Linked DNA regions of Larimichthys crocea: region 2 is linked to region 1. A link is a contact called in public Hi-C data. All regions are on one chromosome and are shown on one strand. The core of a region is the stretch at or near the end of the contact, and the rest is flanking DNA. Distances in the headings are between cores, read along the strand shown.

Region 1 (7,314 bases), core at 1,617-4,116:
ATCTTTTTACTTTCAACAGCATGAGAACAACCCAATGTACATCAAAAGTAACTTCACAAGAAGCTAAACTTATTTCTTTCAGTCAAATAATGAGGTCATCTTATATTTAAATGAACATATAATCAAGTGCAAACATGTTTAGACCGCCTACCTCATACTTAAACGTTGCATCAAGGAGAAATTCCTGCAGCATCCTCTCTCCCAGTTCTTTGCTGGTCGGGTCACTCACAAAGTGAAGGACCAACACCTCTCCCTCCTGGAAGCGTCCATGCTTAACCATAGACAACATGGCCACCTTGAACTTGTCCTGCAGGCTCCGGCTCTTGTCCACCTTGGTAAACATCATGAGTGCGTGATAGCGACGGTCACCAGCATCACTGTCCACCATCCTGGGCCTAAATCCCTCACTCTCTCCGCCTACATCTTGTTCTTCCCATCCTTGCTCCTCAGATCCAGCTGTGTGTGGGAGCCTGGTGTCCACTGTAAGGTCTGCATCGTTCCTGTTGGTGTTGTGGCTGGCCTGGGTCTGCTTGATCCTCTTTGTGGTGGTGGAGAAGTTCTGCCTCTCTGAGCCAAAGTAGTAAAAAGCTACAACAGCAAGTGCGGCAGCCAGGAGCAGCACAAACTGATAGGACCTGAAAGTACTGATCCTACCCATGATTCTGACTACCAGTCTTAGGATGCCCATATCTCCCTATTGGTGTCATGAGAATGGGGGTGGACATGGGAAAATATTCACCATTTTGTATCCCTCATATGTTTGTAGGTTGCCAACATTTTCCTGTAAGAGACAGAGTACTCATTCAGACATTCCAGCACTGGTAAAAAGCAGTAGTAACATGAGCTCAAATAAGTCAACTCAGTAAGTGGAGGAGAAAAGTGCAGAGCAAGAGTAACACTTTTCACAAAATCAGCTCTGGTTCTGTTCAGGATCAACAACAGTCAACAATAAGCTGTAAAAAACTGTTGTTTGTATGGTAAAAAAAAAAAAACTGGCAGCTGTGGTTGAATTACAGTAGAACTTTTTAAAATATTACAGTAAAATGATTTTTGTACTGTTGATTTCACATTTAAGGTTGGTGATTTGTACCATATATTAAAATATCTGTAGGTCTGTCTGCCAAACCATGACCATAAAATATGCCATTAAATATTATTATATAATATTAAATAATGTGTTTTACTGTATAGTAACAGTCTCTAATATAAAATACGTTATTCTGTATACGTTCCATTAAAATAGTGTATAAATAAAGGTTTTGAAATATGACTGTGTTTTACTACTTACAGGAAACGCAGTCATACCTCTTGGCATATTTTACGGCCTTTTGCTGTCATGGTTTGGCAGTTTTTTACCATAAAATGTAAAGACATGGTGTAAAATAAACAAATCTTCTATGAGAACGATCTGTAGCCAAACAGGGTCGACTGTATTTGTTTCTGATGGTGGTACTTGGAGAGCCAAATATTTTCTGAGGTGGCGCACGGTGTAAAAAGTTTGAGAAACGCTGGTCTAGTCTATTTAATCGTGTCATACAAAATGCTGTGCGGCATTCGTTTCTTTTGCATATGCTACATATAAATAACTCATTTTCACAGTGTCAAAGCAACAACACAGGAACCAATGCATGAAAACTACAGATCTACCAAAGCTAACGAAGAGTACAGCACTTTTAAACTGCTCTAGTTACCACCTCTAGTTACTAGATATATTTCACTACTTAGATCGATCGAATCACACATCCTGTATCTCATGTAGTCTAGCTGCAGCCGACTGAGTTGAACTCTCTGAGTCTGTCTGACCACACGTCCTGACATCTTTGGTGCCTTTGATTCAGTGGGACTCGAACTTCCCTAAAAACACCTCGGTGTGTCCATGTGTGATTGATCCAACCTGTAATCTGTGTTGGAAATACTGTTGTTATAGTCGACACATGATTGATAAAGAATAAATAAAAGCATTCAAACCTCTACCACAAATACATATAACACATATACAGTAAATGCCTGTAAAAGAGAAAGTCAGCATCCTTATTTCCCACGTCCATGGAAATAATGTGAAGGTAACATGCCAGACAGATAATTACAATCCTGTTTAAGTCCCTTATGTCCCCTTTATATTTGCTATTTATTGCATTGCTCCTGTACTTTTAATTTTATGCTGATTTAACCCCTCTCACTTAGACTTTTGCCTCTCTCCATAAACATTAGGTACACTTGTGGCTTCCCAGACCTCTGCAGGCAGGGTTTTCATAAATCTCCCGCCAATGTTACACCGTAAATCACGCTGTTATCATGCACAGAAAATATCATTTACTTCTGCAGGGGTGCATCCACTTGCCTGTCTCGTGTTGGTCTCCGTAGGTCCATCTTGACAGCTTGTTGGCGGATTAAGCTGCCCTGAGCTGTGAACATGCACCGGATCTTTAACTTTTATGAAGCAATACGACATTAACCAAGGTTACACTGAACTTTAACGACACTATTAACATTGAAACAATGTCATATCATCAAAACGTGGAGTCATAAACGCTGCAGAAACCTGCTGACACAAGCGAAGATGCTAGGAAGTTAGCAAGCGGCGACTTTGCGCCCAGACGTGGGTCGATGAGTTGAGAGAGAGATACTGTTTGTTTAACCCAAACACTGAGCCGAGCACTGCTTAAAATCACCGGTATGCCTCTGAGTACCCATGTCGCTGTAAAACTACTGCGCTATTTGCACGGTTTTGTGTTTCAATAAAGATAAACGATAAAAAAAAGACGTGATTTGGAGAAACCCTAAGCTAGCAGCCTAGCAACGAAATACTGTGACGCAACCTTAGCCACGCCCACTATGAGCAGCCGTATTCCGAGGCATGATGCCTTCACGTACAGTTGGAAAAATGCCAGGTGTCATTTTTACGTACGAACAGATAGAGCAAAGAATGATAGTTGACTTAATTTCAATTTGCTGACTTCTTCTTTTTAATCTCGTCTGATAGATTCTGCTCAGTATGTAGAATTACCAAAACCTTATTTTGTAGCATAATAATTGTTAAAACATTAACAACACAAAGACTTGGTTAGTTGTTTCTACACCGGCAATGATACTATATATTGTTTGCCTTGAAGTTAAACATTTAAAAATAACACAACACAATAACACATGATTCACATTTCTCCTCTTTGTCCTGCTTATGTAACATAATGTAAATATCATCATATAATAACATATTATTATTGGATCATTTTAAACTCACAAATATTAAATAACATATTATTATTGGATCATTTTAAACTCACAAATATTAATCAGTATCAGCCTCAAAAATCCAATAAGGGTCAGGCTATAAAATTAGCTTAGAGATAGCAGCAGAACTTAAACAGGTGCAAAGATCTGACTTACAAATAGAAAACTATAAAAAGTTTAATAAGAATAATAATAATAATAATAAGAATAATAATAAAAGTGGAAACAGAACTACAGAAATAGAAAAGATTGCACAGTTAAAGGTGCAGTGTGTAAGATTTGGGGACTATATTTTTAGAATAAGGCAAACATGGAATATAACATTCATAACTATGTTTTCATGCATGTATAATCACCTTAAAATAATAATCAAAAAAATAAAAATGATCCTTTTATATCTACAGTGGGAGCGGGTCCTCTTTCATGGAGGCCACCATGTTGAAACACCGTGTTTCTACAGTAGCCCAGAACAGACAAACTAAATTTGTGACTCTAAACGGGGTCCTTAAAGTGTTGTTTCTCCTTTACACCATGAATGTAAGGGTGATGCGAGGAGATTGCAATGCAGCGATTAGTCCACTAGATGCAACTAAATTCTACACACTGAACCTTTAAATTAAGCTTATAAGTTTTTAAAAAAGTATTTTGGTCATATTAACTTAGGTGACGGTTCCCATTACTTCTTCCACCACTGTTACATCTTCACCAAACACATTATGTCATAATTTTGGCCTAGTACTCTCATTGCAATTTTTTTCTATTTTATTTCATTTATACCTTGCAGTTATAATTTATATCACGGTCACTTACTTTTGTAATATTATTTGTATTATGCTCACTACTCTTGCAAAAAGATTATTATTTGTATCATGGTCACTTTCTTTGCAATATTTTCTTACACTATGGTCACTTTACATTACAATACTCTTTTTATATATCATGCCACTTTTATCCTCAGTACTTGCCTGTTTTGAAGGTTCATTGTTTTTCGTGTTTATTGTGTAGGTTATAGATATTTCTGTCTGTTTATTGTGTTTGTTCTTGTTGGCCTTTTCTACTTTTTTCTAATTCTGTAGTGTATGCTACACTTTCCTCTGCTGCTGTAACAAGTACATTTCCGCGCGGTGTGATGAATAAAGTATATCTACTTGAACGAAACTCACGGGTCCGAGCTTACAAATTGCCCGTGAAGGCATCACTCCTGCCTCACGACATTCGGCGGTGGCATTGTTGCTGGGTGCCCGCGGCCGTTGTGTTCTCGTCGGCGGTAAATGTTTAACCATCTTCTGTACCTGCAGGAAAGATGCTGAGCCGTGCGTTCGCCTAATGTTATTTTCGTCGTAGACACTAAACCTTAGCTCGCGTTTTTTTGTTTGTTTGTTTTTGTTTTGAATCCAGGCACGTCGCTAGCGCAACGCTAGCTAGCTCGATCTTAGCCATCCGCGAAGATGAACTCGAGCACGCACGTCATCCAGGTGACCAACGTGTCCCCGAGCACCACCTCCGAGCAGATGAGGACTCTGTTCGGATTCCTCGGGAACATAGAGGAGCTCAAACTGTTTCCACCCGAGTGAGTATTGTTGACTCTTACATCTTTACCCCGAGCTAACGCCGGGCTCCGTCTCGAGGCCTTGCACCGTCGAGTAGGCCTCGCGCCCTTCGTGAACGCGGCAGCAGTCACTCCCCTTAGCGTCACCATGAGGTGTGTGATGATCGCTGTGCTGTGTGTGTGACTGGCTTTTAGCGTAGGTTTAAACCCCCCTTTCTTCCACAGACTTTCGGGATTCAGATAGTACCACCACTAATCGACGTCCATTTTTACTGGTGTGGATTTATGCTCATCCTCTTAATCTGTCATTTGTTTCTGACCTAGTAGTGACTCCTCACATTTGGGTAAATGAAAAGGCGTATAAGCCCACAGCCTTCTGTCTGATAAATGAAAACTGAAACACTTTTGTTTAACCTCACTGTAAAATGATTCATTTGTGCATTTTTGTCTTGACACTTCATGAGCGACAGTGTAAATAAACCCCTGCACCTCTTGATGTAACAGCTATTTTTTTTTTAATGAATGAAAAATGGGGAAAACCAATAAATCTAACATTAACATTGTAATAAAGTCGGTGACTTCTTGTTTGTGATCCCTATGGTCCCGCTTCAGTACATACAGCATTTTAATCAAGAAGATAGTAGGAAATAATTTGTTCTCTGCTTTGTATTCTCCTCTGTCGAATTACATCCGGCTTCTCGGCAGGTAGGACTTGTCAAGGACTGTAACAACAACATAATAACAGTTAAATAAATCAGTTTCACTCACAGGCAACCTGTGAGAAAGATAAAGCTTCAAAGCGTCAGTGATTTACCATGATGTTTGATTGCTGATGAGATTTGTGCTAACACTATGAATAATACAATGTGATGGTCTGTTCAGAGGACGTAGACGTCAGAGAGTGGATTATACTTTACAGCCCCGTAACATGTTATTAACTTGGTCGTCACAGGGGACACAAAACTCATTCGAGTCAGTTTGAAGAAGGCATGTTGGCTGTCCTTGTTTGTATTCTTTGCACAACATATCTGTATTTTTTTCCAGTGACTCTCCCTTGCCTGTGACTTCACGTGTCTGTTTTGTAAAGTTCCTTGAGTCTGAATCGGTGGGAGTTTCCCAGCACCTGACGAACACCGTCTTCGTGGACAGAGCCTTGATCGTGGTCCCTTTTGCTGAAGGTGGGTGTCTGTTTTTATTCTCGCGTGCGCTCACATCTCTGAACATGCATTCACGATGTGTAGGTTGTTTTTTTATTTTAGTAGAATTGCAAAAACACTTATCTGAGCCATTGTGATTCAAAATTAGCTAAGCTTTTCTGTGCTTGGCATAGGTATGTAAAAGGGAAAAAATTGTACATTTGTGTCCATGTCTTACAATCTAGCTGTAAACTTCTCTCTCTGTTATTTGTGTTGTGGTTTTCATAGTGGACAAGTCATTTGCAGAGAGCCCCTTCCTTGCTGGCTGAAAGTGGTCCTCTGCTGCCATCAGGAGATTAGAAAAAATAATGGCACCAGGCTCGCAAGCCCCCCCTTCTCTCTCTTGTTCTGCAGTAAAATATTAACTCTTTATTTTATTTTTTTTTCTCTCTGTTCAAGGCATCTTTTCTTTAAAAAAAGAAAAAAAAAACATAGCCACACAACTCTTAAGCAAAATGACGGGGTGGGGGAGAGGGAGCAGGGCAAATCTCGATTCAGACATGTTCAAAGGATTTGAATATTTTACAAATAAAATGTAAAATGTCGATTGTAGGCATGCATCAAATTAGGGATGCCCCGACCAGATCTGCTGGATGGTATCAGGCCAGTGTTTTTAATCATTTGGTATTGACTTGGAGCGTGAACCGGTTCTGATCCTGTGTTTATATTTTCACCTCTTCAGCAGATGTTCCTCTTAAAGATCTGCAGAAGAAAAACCTGTGTTTAAACTCATAATTTCATTATGTAAGCACACATACAGTTTATTTGCCGCCACCACACAGCCACTCTGACTCTCTATTGATAGTATGTCCAAGCCATTAAAGACCCCCACACATACACACCGGTGTTTTCAGTCACTGGATGATTAGACCTATTTAGGTTCAGGTTGGGTGAGACTGTGGTGGGAGGTTTGCTTACGTCCCCGAACTCCAAAGTGTAAGTTGTCCCGCCGTGACGTGCAAAAAGACTCATCTATGGAGTGAGGGAGATGTCAATCAAGCACAGTCCTGAGAGAGGTCTCATGAGCCAAATGAGTGAAAACACCTGCATGGCTGTACTGTGGGTCTGGTTGTTGTTGTCTTAATGCAGAGCCGTTGACCAAACAAACTGTGGACTGATTCGACTGAGTATACACTGTGCAACTGCTCAACAACAAAATGAATATATAAATACTGGACCAGGACTTGGTATTTGCAGAACATTGACTCTGATCAGGATAAATGTTCGGGACATCCCTACACAATGCACAAAGCATGCAGGATAGATTAACAAATCAGCTGTGCATGCTAGAGTAGATTTTGAAGGTGTGTGTGTGTGTGTGCCATCATCTACACAGTT
Region 2 (7,767 bases), core at 567-3,066, 130 kb before region 1:
GTAATCATTTTATCACTCATTGTGATTCATTGGCATTTTATCATTTATTGTAATTGTACAATATGTTTGTGTTGAGTTGTTCTGTACACGTGACATCTATTGCACGTCTGTCCGTCCTGGGAGAGGGATCCCTCCTCTGTGGCTCTTCCTGAGGTTTCTTCCACATTTTTTAAAAGTTTTTCCTCACTCGAACCGAGGGTCTAAAGACAGAGGGTGTCACTCCCTGTACAGATTGTAAAGCCCTCTGAGGCAAATGTACTTTGTGACTTTGGGCTATACAAATAACATCTGGATCTGAGATGTACAGAAAAATAAAATAAACTTGAACAGAAAAAACGTATACTTTTTAGCTCTGTGCCCAATTCACCACGGTAGCTTTATTATTACAGACGTGTATTAATTTAGGTACTTTACATTCTCGACAGGCAGAGCAGCGATAAAATGAGATTTTTCTACTGACAGCTCTGCTGAACCACACATGAAGCGTGTGAGAGGCAAGAACAACAGTGATCTTAATATAACACATCACAGACAGGTAGCTCCCCTCTGCGCTCTGCTGCAGCGTGTTTAGTGAGATACTTGTTGCCATGTCCTTACCCACGAGTCGCCCTTCTTGTTTCCTCGGCCCGCCTGCAGTCTCTCCTTCATCAGAGCTCGGCCCAGCCCGGCTCCTCCGCCTGTCTTCTTCTTACCCATAACTTCTGATGTCACGACTCCACTCGGGACGCTTTAATTTAAAATACACGAAGAGCCGCAAACACGATATCTGCAACCCATGTGCACTGCGTTGTTGTCGTATGAACCGGAAGTGGGACAAACCAATGTAATCCAATCTAATATTCGGAGGAATCGACCTCAGCTACTTGTATATATGAATTTATTAATTTATATAGTTACGGATTTCACATCTTAATAGTTCGTCTCTTACAAACAGAGTTAATATCTGATTTATTGTGAGCGTTTATAGTTACGTACTTATGGTACAGTCCACTTTGACTGTCCAGCTATCAACGGTGCCCTGAAGAAACCGGAACAGTGCCAACATTGGTTCCTCACGCCGACCTGCAGTCAGATGAATATGAATGCAGTCTTCGTGAATATATACACTTTTAAACTAGATTAAAAACAACAAATTAAAAGTTAGTGTTGCACAAAGTGATAAATAACTCCTCCTCCATCGTCACACACACACACACACACACACACACACACACACACACACACACACACACACACACACACACACACACACACACACACACACACACACACACACACACACACTTCTGATAGGAACCAAAAGGTGGCAGCATAAAGCAGCAGTATGTCAGAGTGACATCCTCACATAGCAATGTGATGACTGACTCACATGACACACATTTGTGTCTGCTTTATATTGAATTTCTGTGTTTCACAATTTTAAAAATAAGACCGATGCGTTTCATTCTGACCACGTCATGACGTTTATTGTCAAAATTGGCGATACAAAAGATTGTTGATAGTGACTGAGTTGGTTTCAGAAGCAGAAACACACAAGTCACTCGTTATTTTTTAAAATAAATGTATTATATAAGTCTCTTTTAAAAATGTGAACAATACTGTCAGCCTGTTAACAACAAAACCTTAATTATGATGGAGTGGGAAAATAATAAGTCAGTCAGTATTATCATTTATATGGTTATTTATGGCTATACAATTTCCAATAATTAATATTAACTGTATTCAAAATTATGCCGCAGCCATGTGAGAACAGTAGGCATACGTTAAGTTTTGTATAAATCAACACAAAACAATTTTCGGTCTCTTCTCATTTGGTTCGGTCCCCCCTACAGACGCTCGCAAATGGTTTCTCCCTGTATATATTCCGTGAAGCTCGTGTCTTCGCCGTACTCTGCCCGACACTGAGAGAGGACCGAGGACAGCACAATGGACAGGAGGAGTTCAGAGGATGAACAGATGAAGTACGGTGTCTTTGCGTTCAGTTCTCATAGAGTAGCTCATAAATGACCTGACAGGGCAACAAACACTTCTAGGATTTACTCGTAATACAAAGTTTGTTATTTTCTTTCTCTCTCAGTAGACTTTATTGCTGTTGACTGCAATAAAATGCTACCTTGGAAGAAGAATAAGTTCGACCTGATAGAGGAAGATAAGCAGTCCAAACAGAAGGGCTATGCGGTGAGTCTCAACTACTCTGCGCTCACCTCATTCGCCAAGTCCTGCCCTGAGAGCGCACTCAACAGGGTGGGCAGCATGTTCAAGTCAAAAAGGAAAAAGGTGAAGATCACCAGCGAGGACCCCACATACACGGTGCTTTACCTGGGGAATGCCACCACCATCCAGTCCAAAGGGGACGGCTGCACGGACGTGGCGGTGAGCAAGATCTGGGGCAAAAGCGAAATGGGTAAGAACGGCACCAAGATGAGGCTGACCATCAGCTCGCAGGGAATCCGGATGGTGCATGTGGACGATAAGGCAAGGAGGCCGGGACACTTGTACTTATTGCACCGGATAACCTACTGTGTCGCGGACCCGAGGTTACCCAAGGTTTTCGCCTGGATTTACAGGCATGAAATGAAGCACAAGGCCGTGATGCTGCGCTGTCACGCAGTGCTGGTGTCCAAACCGGAGAAGGCAAAAGCCATGGCGCTGCTGCTGTACCAGACTTCGGCCACGGCCTTGGCTGAGTTCAAAAGACTAAAACGCAGGGACGATGCCAGGCACCAGCAGCAGCAGCTCATAGGGGAACAAACCATCCCGTTGGTCCCCCTCAGGAAGCTGCTGAACGGACAGTGTTACTACAAACCACCGGTGGAGCGCAGCCGGAGCGCGCCCAAGCTGGGCTCTATTACAGAAGACTTGGTGGGGGAGGAGGAGGAGGAGAAGGCGATGCACTTTGAGTGTGAGGACATTTTGGACACGGACGATGATTGTGTAGCCAACGGTAAACAGGAGTTGACTCAGATTATCAATGACTTGGGAGAGATGAGCATAGGAAACGACGTGCAGACACTAAAAGCTGATCTCAGAGTCACCAGACTTCTCTCTGGAGAGAGCACGGGGAGTGAATCCTCCATAGAGAGCAACCAGGAGCCCCCTCTGCTCACTAATGGGTTTGAGGAGGTAAAGGTGCAGGAAATTGCCTGAATAATTTTAGGCATTTCTGGGCGCCTCTGACGCATTGTTGTTTTTTTGTTTTTGTCTCCACAAGAAACATTTCCTCTGCCGTCAACCTTGTTTGTCTAATCTGTGCCTCCACGACTAATTGAGATGATTCAGGAAAGATCATCTACGGTTTTGGGACAATTAACACTTTGGGACATTAGCACATGGACACACTTAGGCTACTGAATGATGTTTTAAGATTGTGTAAAACCCAGAAAAAAAAACAAGTGCATGCCCATTTGAAAGACCCGACAAAATCCCAGTGCGTCTTAGGACGCACGGCACTAATTCCATCTATTTTATTTAAGAGGATTTGTTGTAGCCTCAAGCTTGTTTACCATAAGTTTTTCCCTCTTTGTTTTTCTGTTGAAAAATGCTCATCAAGATCCATAAAAAAACTTTTCCGTTTTAAAAGCAAGTTTGTCTTGAATTCCTAAGTGGTTCAGTGGGTCTAAACAGGCATCCTTAATTCTCCTGTCAGGGCGCTTTTGTAATAGCGTGTTCATTTTATCTTATTTTGCACTGTTGTAGAGTTCATTCAAGTATTACGTTGACTACATGTACATAATGTTTGTTGTTATGTTGTCCGAAACATAAATGTCATATCTTTGCTGTGCAAAAGAAAAAAACACTGTTATGTATTAAGATGTAAAGTAAGATGTTTTAAGTATAAATCTGTTATTTTTTAAAGAATAAAAATGTGGTTTGTTATGTGAACCTCATAGAATTATCAATAAAAAAGAAAAAAATATATAAAGTTGTTGAAGTCTGTGTAGTTTTGTTTTGGAAAACGTAGGTTGTGTTTTCCTTTGTCTCAAATTGTGGTCTGATTTGCACTGCAGACTAAAAGTCACATGAAAAGAGGGAACAAAGGAAGACGTATCTCACTTGTATAGTTTCATATATTCTCACTTGAGTATCTGTGTTGGTGTGTATGAGTTTCATTTAACAGTCTTGGCTGGGTCTTTACCCTTTTTCCGTCATATTGCTTTCAGGGAACTGGCTGTAGAAGTTATTGAGTTAAGGTACTGAAGGCTCATTCATTCTGACTGGCCTCAGGGAAGCCAGGCCACACAGGAGGACGTCACCACAAGCACAAACAGTTAGAACATCACATGGGTCCTTTTAATGACGAGGCAGAAGGAGCACCCGAGGTCTTTTAACACCGTGACTGCCTTTTTTAAATTTGCTATTACGTCTGTCCTCCTCTGGTGAGCCATTTCAAAGAATCTCTTAAAAACAAGTAGTATAAACCTGTGAGCTGTAATGTTGCATCTGTGTGTTCGTGTACCAGCTGGTACATTTTAATCAGCCCTACTTACCCAACTCATAACAGTTGCACTAGTAGCAACATGTGTCAGCTCGACTTCACCAGAATTACAACTAATAAACGGAAGAGACTTTAATAAAAGACTATATTACTTCCTTATATGAAATGAAATTGACAACTACAGTGACAAAAATACAGAATCAGAGCACATATCAGCAATTGTGACATGCGCTCAGAGACTGATGTGACACCACACGCTGCTTTAAATGTGGGAGACCTGTCACTGTCACTTCCTTTTCACACAGAGCAACAGGCCCACGCATGCATGCATGCCACACAGTTCTCACCAGTCATTTGGCCAAGACAGAACAGTATTAACCGGAACACACAGATGTTGATGCATTGATATGCGTAAGTGTTGTGCGTCTGTCTGCCAGGGCTGCACCCAAAGGCCCTTACAGCATGCAGGGATGCTCCCCATTCTCACACTTACCTCACCACTGATGCTACACACTAACAGGGCTAAATAAGACACGCAGGAGAGAGAAAACAGGCCTGCTGCTACCCAGAGGAGGTGGATGTGGGGATTGTTATCTGGACAGACTGTGTTTCACCAACTGACACGATCCCATTGGGCATGCAAAGGTATTCACTGAAAACAAAAACACTCCCACCATGGATCTAAAATGAGATCCAGAGACAGTGGGGTTGGTGAATCCTATAAAAAGCTTCACAGTGGCTCATTATCAATTGATGTGCTTTCACACACACACACACACACACTGTAAATCGAGACTGTTGCTGCTGTATTTGCGGCTTGTCATATGCTAATTGTGCATGTCAGACCACAGAAACCCAAAATAGTTAGCTTCTCTTCCTAAGGATGTTTCACTGTCTGCTGCTTGCAGAAAAAGACAGCATGACATCATCAGCATGTGCACAGCTTAATGTAATTAGTGGACAGCCACTGCTCTTACCACATAAACGTAAAGACAGAGTAACAGGCCATTTGCTCTCTGTTCCTGTTTTTTACAGCTGCACTTATGGTCGGATATTTTCTTCCTGACCTACATTCTCATACAGCCTCTCTTGTGTCCCACCTCTGCAAAAGCAATCCCGGTCACGCAATCTTCCAGAGTTAACTGGATATCAGCCACACGTGCAGCAAGTCCACTCACACAATTAAAGGTTTGAAGGTGTTTGCTGACAACAAGTGGTTGCAGAACACGTTTCAAGCTGCCAAGGGAGAGAACAGAGTTCCTGGCTGATAAGAGAGAATAAAAAAAAAAGAGAGGTTTCTTGATAATCACATGTCACATTCGCTTTTCCCTCGAACAAATACTCAGGTGTTTGCTTTACCTACTGTCTGGCATGTGTGAGTCACAGGGAGAAAAGGCTACACAATCAACAAAGAAATTGTCAGTCACGGAATTAGTGTTGCAGAAGTGTGTTGGCATTGGCTTTTAACACCTGCCTATCTTTCAGCCGTTATCAATCATACTATTCAGGAACAGACAAAGGAATCCTTAGTTTTTCAATGACGAATGATGACACAATATTAGAAATACTTTATGGATCTTTAGTTGAGTTGAGAGTTTGAAGACTTTAAATATAATATAACATATTAACCACACTGCAGCAAGCGCTTATATTTATATTAATCTGTGGATTCTTCTGCTGATTAATTCAATAAAGTGTCAGAAAATAGTAAAAACAAAACAAACAAAAAAAACTACCTGTCACATCTTTCTAAAGCTTAACATCCTTAATTTGTTTGTTTTGTCCAACAGTCTAAAACCTTAAGTCAAAACTATGAGTTCTACATTGTTGATTTATCAATCATCAAAATATAGTCGATCAACACTCGATTACAAGTGATTAAAGAACTGATGCTACTACTGATCCTCCTAGTGTTAGCCATTCGAACAGTAGAATAGCTATAGTTTGCTTTATACCGTACAACTAAGCAATGCCACGGCTGTAATGTTGCATTTGTGCAGAGAAACATGCATTTGAAATTTTATCATCCCTACTTACTAAAATCATAATAGCTGTACTAGTAGGACGTGACTAGGAAGTGACATTGATTAAAGATTATATCACTTCCTTCTAATAAATAATTATCAAAAAAAAATGCTGATGAAATGGATGCCCCCTTTTAGAATGTTTTCATATTCCTGTTACTTATTTATCTCATGTGACATTGTGGAGACATTTTTAACTATTTTTTTTAACTCTGAGGAAGTTAAATCTACAAAAATATGCTTCATATTGTCAGTAAAAACTACATTATTTTTCTCTGAGATGTAGAGAAGCAAAAGTAGGAAGTAGAATAAAATTAAAATAGTCAGGGAAAGTGCAAGTACCATACCACAGGTTACACTGAACATTTTCTGTGGACTCTCCACTTACTGCTCTGTGCAGGGATGCCCTGAAAAATCATTAAAATATATCCCACAATAAACTTATCCCCATCCATGCTCAAATAAACAGTAAATGAATCTGGCAGCCACTGCCTGCTCTGACACAGCAGCAGAAGAGTTTCCTAATTATCTGCTAGTGCAACGCCGCCGTGGGCCATCACTGTACCAGATCATCACCAGTGCCAGGCAGACACACAGCTTCACTTTGAACCACACTAGAAAATCTGCTCTTCTATAATGCATGGGGATGGCTGGGAAAGCACCAGAGCCGTTAGTTACTGTGCCTGGATCCGATTACACCAACAGCACTAAGATGTCAGAGGGGTTGAATCAGAGCACACTGGGCTGGTGAACCTCTCTTCGCAGTGGAAACTTATAAAGAAATCTCTAGGAATAGTAGCAACGTGTCCCAGCATGCCCTCAGATCATAATTAGACACTCGATGTCGACAGTGCTTCAGAACTTGGGGCAGGTGAGGAGGAGATTGATGCAACACTACTATTTGTAGCATGAAAGTGTGTAATTAACATGCTCCCTGTCTACAGAAACCACTTCAGGGTTCAGGGTTATTTAATTCACAACATAGAATTAGAGGTGTAGCAGACCTTGTAGGCAAAGTTGTGAGGAACTCGCCCTTTTTTTTTTTTTGGATGGATGTTTTGACCCTTCACAGGCAGACAGTGTTAGACATTGTCAGTGCACCTGTGACTTTACCAGGATGCTGCGAATGTGAAAAACATAGAGAGGCATACAGTGAGAGACAGTAAGTAAGAAAAAAATCCATTATGGCGGCAACCTCAGCTCTCATTAGTTTGAATGTGACAGCTATCCTCCAGGAGTGTGTGAGTTGTGTGTGAGTTGTTGTGTGTAGGTACGGGTCATTTACATGCTCAGCTGTTCATGTGTCGG

Evidence for each region. A called contact is a pair of places that touch in the nucleus more often than the background predicts.
Region 2: a contact with region 1 is called in a Hi-C map of muscle, with 4 times the contacts expected there. The contact joins the promoter of fam43a here to the promoter of xxylt1 in region 1. A contact is called at or near these places in 4 of 7 Hi-C or Micro-C datasets (all in muscle).

The regions. Positions count from the first base shown.
Region 1 is chrXVII:22,629,526-22,636,839 of L_crocea_2.0, reverse strand. xxylt1 (xyloside xylosyltransferase 1) reads right to left here and starts at 2,866. Exons shown (of 5, transcript XM_010729292.3): 1 at 2,342-2,866; 2 at 152-781. The coding sequence starts at 688. It overlaps LOC104917762 (serine/arginine-rich splicing factor 11), which reads left to right and starts at 4,399. Exons shown (of 13, transcript XM_010729295.3): 1 at 4,399-4,498; 2 at 4,630-4,801; 3 at 5,825-5,958. The coding sequence starts at 4,680.
Region 2 is chrXVII:22,756,511-22,764,277 of L_crocea_2.0, reverse strand. It overlaps fam43a (family with sequence similarity 43 member A), which reads left to right and starts at 1,816. Exons shown (of 2, transcript XM_010736641.3): 1 at 1,816-1,961; 2 at 2,081-3,913. The coding sequence starts at 2,107. The coding sequence ends at 3,147. It overlaps lsg1 (large 60S subunit nuclear export GTPase 1), which reads right to left and starts at 931. Exons shown (of 14, transcript XM_019254994.2): 1 at 598-931. The coding sequence starts at 696.